Linked DNA regions of Arabidopsis thaliana: region 1 is linked to region 2. A link is a contact called in public capture Hi-C data. All regions are on one chromosome and are shown on one strand. The core of a region is the stretch at or near the end of the contact, and the rest is flanking DNA. Distances in the headings are between cores, read along the strand shown.

Region 1 (2,700 bases), core at 149-2,648, 96 kb after region 2:
ATGTATCGGATCATACATTTCAAAAACACGGTTTGATACGGCAACGACGACGACCTTTGAGGTTGATGAAGAAGAACGTGTCCCAATCGATTCAGGTGACTTTGAGTTTGTCTCCTACATGGACTGAGCTTAATTTTGATAGTTGCACATATTCTTCTTATAAGAACGTTTATGATGTCCTGTAAATCCCTGTTTCATGTGTCTTTTGTGTTTATCAATATGTTTTGTGTGGATTAGTGACTAGTTCTTTTTCTTCACAACGTTTTATATAGTAAGAGTCATGTTTTTCACAATATGGAAGTTAGAGTTGGAGCTTTATATGTGGCAGGAACATCCAGAGTTCTCCTATGTGATCTTTTGTGCTTCACCATCACAAAGCTCTAATACTAAGGTAAACATGTTACATATCTCTGTTTTGTAATGTTTTTTTACTTTAGAAAATCTAGCTAAAGTCAAGTGTTTTGTAATGTTTTTGACATGTTACATATCTCTGTTTTGCAATGTTCAAGTCAAGAGTTTAAGTTTCAGTTCAACTCTTGACAAATGCGACAAGATTTGACATGATATTGTTGGTGTCTCACAGGAAAAGTCACCAAGCAGTCTGTAACTTGAAAAACGAATTTAAAATCAAGAAGCAAGACTCTGAGATCTATGCTGCTAAGGTAAACATGTCACATATATATGTTTTGTACTGTTTTAGAATTTCTGTTTTAAGTACTTTTGACTTAAATGTTTTAAGTACTTCAAGCTAATACATAACGTTTCACAATATTCCTTGAAGCTAACACTTCATAGAAACAAGGTACAACTTCGTCAATCAACCAAACATAAGTTCTTCTGCCTCTAAAGACCGTGGGCCGGTCTGTCTAACTGTTGGGCTTTGCGGGGCGGGTTAGGACTCACTTTTCAAGACCGCGGTCGTCTGCGGTCCGGTTCGTCGCGGATCAATGGAAAAGCGAGCATGTTGCGGTCGGTCCGTTCGGTCGCGGGCACGCCCGTCTACCATCTCTAAAGTTATGTAAACCAAAATTCAATTCTTTTGTTTCACAATTACTACTCAAACTACATTTTTCATAGTTTTTTTTTAATAAAACTCGGTGTTATTAGTTATACTATTTGTAAATATCTTGTAATCTTAAGGTTATGGAACTAATAAAACCTCATATAAATTAATAATCGATAAATTAATACCCGATAAATTAATACATTTTTTCTGTCCTAAATTTTGTTTTTGGATCAATTGATAAATTAAGAAAATACCATAGTCTCATCTATATTAAATTATTAATTTATGGAAATTTTACTGTGTATAGTTTTAGGAAAAATATAAAAATAATAACAATTTTCTTAATTTCACAAAAAATTACTAAAATTCACGTTTAGTTGGAAATTTACGAACCGAAGTATTGGGCCTTAATGGTCTTGGGCCAACATCAATCTCTCGCCGTCAAGGTTACATTTATCGCCGCCGCTGAGACCGCCACCTAAGGGCCGTCTCCTCCGCAATCTCTAACCGAAACTCTCTCATCTCCTGGTAAGCTCGATTTTCTTATCAATTCGATCTCATATGATGTCGATCTGTTTCTACTGAAGCTAAATCTTGCGAAATCGATCTTTGTTTTGTTCTGAGATTTAGGGTTTCACGAATTTGTATTCTAGGGCTTTTCTCGATTAATCATTTCTATTGTTATTTGTTCTTATTGGTTCTTATGCTTTTGGGTACAGAAAGATATCGACTTTTTGTTGACTCTGTATGCAAATTTGTCAAAAGACAAAACTTTGTAACAGTTTACTCTCTTTCGTGCTTGTGTTTATGTATGAACAATAGCTTCGCTATTGGGATTGTTGATTTCACCACACTTGATTAAGTATGTACATACTATTGAAAATGTTATAGTTCGTTAAAATGTGCAATCTTCGAATTTCTCTAGCGTCCATTGTTCATGTTGGTGTGTTTATGTTGATATACTCACCCACACACACATCAATGATATGCATTGTACATAATGCATTTTGTTGTTGTCTCTTTAAGATTTTAGCTATTGAGGATCGATTAGGGGAAGTAGCTCTTTTCCTTTCCTTTTCTGGTGAATACTAATGATGCAAAGCTTGAATCTAATCCCTGTATTATTTTGTGCTGCAGAGACAGATAGCTAATTTGATTGAGTTTGGTTACTTGCAAGTGCAAATATGTCGGTCACAGCGGGAGTGAGTGAATCTGCAATTGCTGTAAGGGAGAAACTAAAAGGTGGTATTGGACAGACTAAAGTAAGAAGGTATTGGCCAGGAAAAGCTCCGGAGTGGGCTGAGGAAGCTGAAGAAGATGATGATGTTAGGATGCAGAAGTTTTCTGTTTTGGATAGAGCTTTTCCAAAGAATGATGATTTGGGTGTTGCTAGGAAGGATGATCCAAGGCTGCGGCGTTTAGCTCAGACTAAAGTTGAAAACCGTGACGAAGTTAGAGCTGATCATCGGCGTATTAGACAGGCTGAGATTATATCTACGGAAGAAGAAGAATCGAGGAATCAAGAGAATAGAGACGAGGATGATGATGAAGATGCCTTGGAAGAAAGAAGAAGAAGAATTAAGGAGAAGAATCTTAGACGAGCACAAGAGGAGGCTGCTTTACTTCCTTTAGAAGAAGAAGATGAGATACAAGAGGAAGAAGAGGAGGAGGAGGAGTCTGAGTACGAGACTGAT
Region 2 (2,707 bases), core at 34-2,533:
AAAACCCACTTTTTTGGGATTTTCAACAAATTCTATCGTAAACTCTTTTTTTTTTGTTTTTGAAAAATAATAATTTAGTTTAAAGTAAATAATTTTAAAACGTTTCTAAATAATAATTATATAAAAATCAAAAACTAGAAAAGTTACCATTTAAGATTTTGCAAAATCTAAAATCTCCACCAAAATCAAAAACTTATAATATCAAAAATCAAAAACCAAAAGCCAAAAGCCAAAATCCAAAATCCAAAAACCCACAAAAATCAACAAAACATTCATGGCCTAAGTGTTAGTCATATTGTATAACTACTAATGTATTCTGTAGGGCCTTTTAGAAAACAACTTGGGCTTTTAGAAACAAATAAATTATATCTTTAATACCAAAATTTTATTTAATAAAAAAATTAAAACCTAAAACCTAAAACATGATGATACCTCTTCTGCATATCTGTGAGTCAATTTGCGTTTTCAACAAGTAAAATCATATTTTTTTAGGTTAGTTGCTAGTTTTTCTTTTGAGTTTATTTATTTTTTCCTTTTGTCTTTCACAAATTATTTCGGTTATGATTTTCAATACTATATAAAAATAAGCATAGTTTTTAAGCTTTGCGTAGGACTCCATCAACATCTGCCAGGGTTGAAAGAAGCTCCCCGACAGTCGATCTACGATATTCGATAACATCGATCAACCTGTCTTTCTTCAAATCTTTTGATGATTCCTCCTTACTTCGCCAAAAGTACATGAACAATATGTAGATCTGCTCTATTTTGTTGCATGCGAGAAGCTTTACTTCGAAAGCCTATCAAGTAAGGCTCCATCAAAGGGTTAGCAAATATATTACTCCCAATAGAAAAAAGAAATCGATCAAACAAAGATAAAGAGAAAATGTTCCATCAAAAAAGAAAAAAAAGACGATAATAATAGAGAAAGAAGAACAACATATAAAATCTGAACATAGCAAAAATTATTCTCCCAAAAAACGGAAAAACCTAACAAATATTTTACAAAACAAAATCCGGTGAACCGGATATCACTTTCTCTCTTTAAAACATTGGAGTCAATTAAGAAAGAGAAGTTCATCTACAATAGAAGTTAGACCACCTCCAAAGGAAAGAGAGTCTTAAACTTTTTAAAAACATAAAATAATAATAAAAAGAGAAGAAGCTAAACTCATTTAGTCACGTCGTAAACATAAAACGTGATTCTAAGGTTCAGACATCGATGTGGGAAACCTTATATTAATAAGTTACTTAAAAGTCTTCGACGACTAGCTAAACTCATTCCCTCTAGTGCTTATTAATGCAAAGAAAACAGAGGTCATTGACTTTCTTCGTTTCCTCTTGAGTTTCTCATCTCATGATCGTTGTTCCTTTCGGAAAACAAAAAACATTACAATGGCTTCTTCTTCTTCTCATAACTGGGTTTACGACGTTTTCACAAGCTTCAGCGGGGAAGATATCCGTGTAACTTTCCTCACCCACTTTCTCAAGGAGCTTGATCGAAAAATGATTATTGCTTTCAAAGACAATGAGATTGAGAGAGGGAACTCGATCGGTACCGAGCTTATACAGGCGATAAAGGATTCGAGGATCGCGGTGGTTGTGTTCTCCAAAAAATACTCTTCTTCGAGTTGGTGTTTGAATGAGTTGGTAGAGATTGTGAATTGCAAGGAAATTGTGATACCAGTTTTCTATGATTTAGATCCTTCTGATGTTAGGAAACAAGAGGGAGAATTTGGAGAGTCTTTTAAAGAGACTTGCAAGAACAGAACAGATTATGAGATACAACGTTGGGGCCAAGCGTTGACCAATGTAGCAAATATTGCTGGATATCACACTAGGAAACCGTAAGAGATTTTTAATCCATTAATATTGTTTATATATCTTGAATAAATGTTTTTTCTTGACATTTAACTTTTAAAGTCTGTAATACTCGAGGCTCGAAACCACAGCATGTAATATTAGTTTCGTCCCAAGAATCACTCGAACCTCCTAATCATTTTTTTTTTCATGATCGTTTTTTGTTAGGAATAACGAAGCAAAATTGATTGAAGAAATCACTAATGATGTTTTGGATAAACTAATGAAGTTAACACCATCGAAAGATTTTGATGAATTTTTTGGCATCGAAGATCATATCAAAGAGCTGAGTTTATTATTGTGCTTGGAATCTGAGGAAGTGAGAATGGTTGGGATATGGGGTCCTACGGGGATTGGTAAGACAACCATTGCAAGAGCTTTATTTAATCGAATCTACCGTCACTTCCAAGGTAGGGTTTTTATAGACAGAGCTTTTATATCTAAGAGTATGGCTATTTATAGTAGAGCAAACTCGGACGACTATAACTTGAAGTTGCATTTGCAAGAAAAGTTGTTGTCTAAACTTTTAGACAAAAAAAACTTGGAGATAAATCACCTAGATGCTGTGAAAGAGAGGCTAAGGCAAATGAAAGTTCTTATCTTTATTGATGATTTGGATGATCAAGTGGTGCTAGAAGCCTTAGCCTGTCAAACTCAGTGGTTTGGGCATGGAAGTAGAATCATTGTGATTACAAAAGATAAGCATCTCTTAAGGGCTTATGGGATTGATCATATATATGAGGTTCTTCTCCCGTCGAAAGACCTTGCTATTAAGATGTTTTGTCGATCTGCTTTTAGGAAAGACTCTCCACCCAATGGTTTTATAGAACTTGCTTATGATGTTGTAAAA

The links. Capture Hi-C pulls out chosen DNA fragments and counts their contacts.
Region 1: a capture Hi-C map of root shows a contact between it and region 2, with 2.6 times the contacts expected there. The contact joins the promoter of AT4G08580 here to the promoter of AT4G08450 in region 2. A contact is called at or near these places in 1 of 26 Hi-C or Micro-C datasets (seedling) and 1 of 3 other capture datasets (root).

Annotation. Positions count from the first base shown.
Region 1 is chr4:5,460,000-5,462,699 of TAIR10.1, forward strand. AT4G08580 (microfibrillar-associated protein-like protein) reads left to right here and starts at 1,399. Exons shown (of 3, transcript NM_116927.5): 1 at 1,399-1,534; 2 at 2,144-2,700. The coding sequence starts at 2,191.
Region 2 is chr4:5,364,218-5,366,924 of TAIR10.1, forward strand. It overlaps AT4G08450 (Disease resistance protein (TIR-NBS-LRR class) family), which reads left to right and starts at 1,284. Exons shown (of 6, transcript NM_001340586.1): 1 at 1,284-1,844; 2 at 2,026-2,707. The coding sequence starts at 1,393. AT4G05485 (a long non-coding RNA gene) reads left to right here and starts at 442. Exons shown (of 1, transcript NR_141875.1): 1 at 442-733.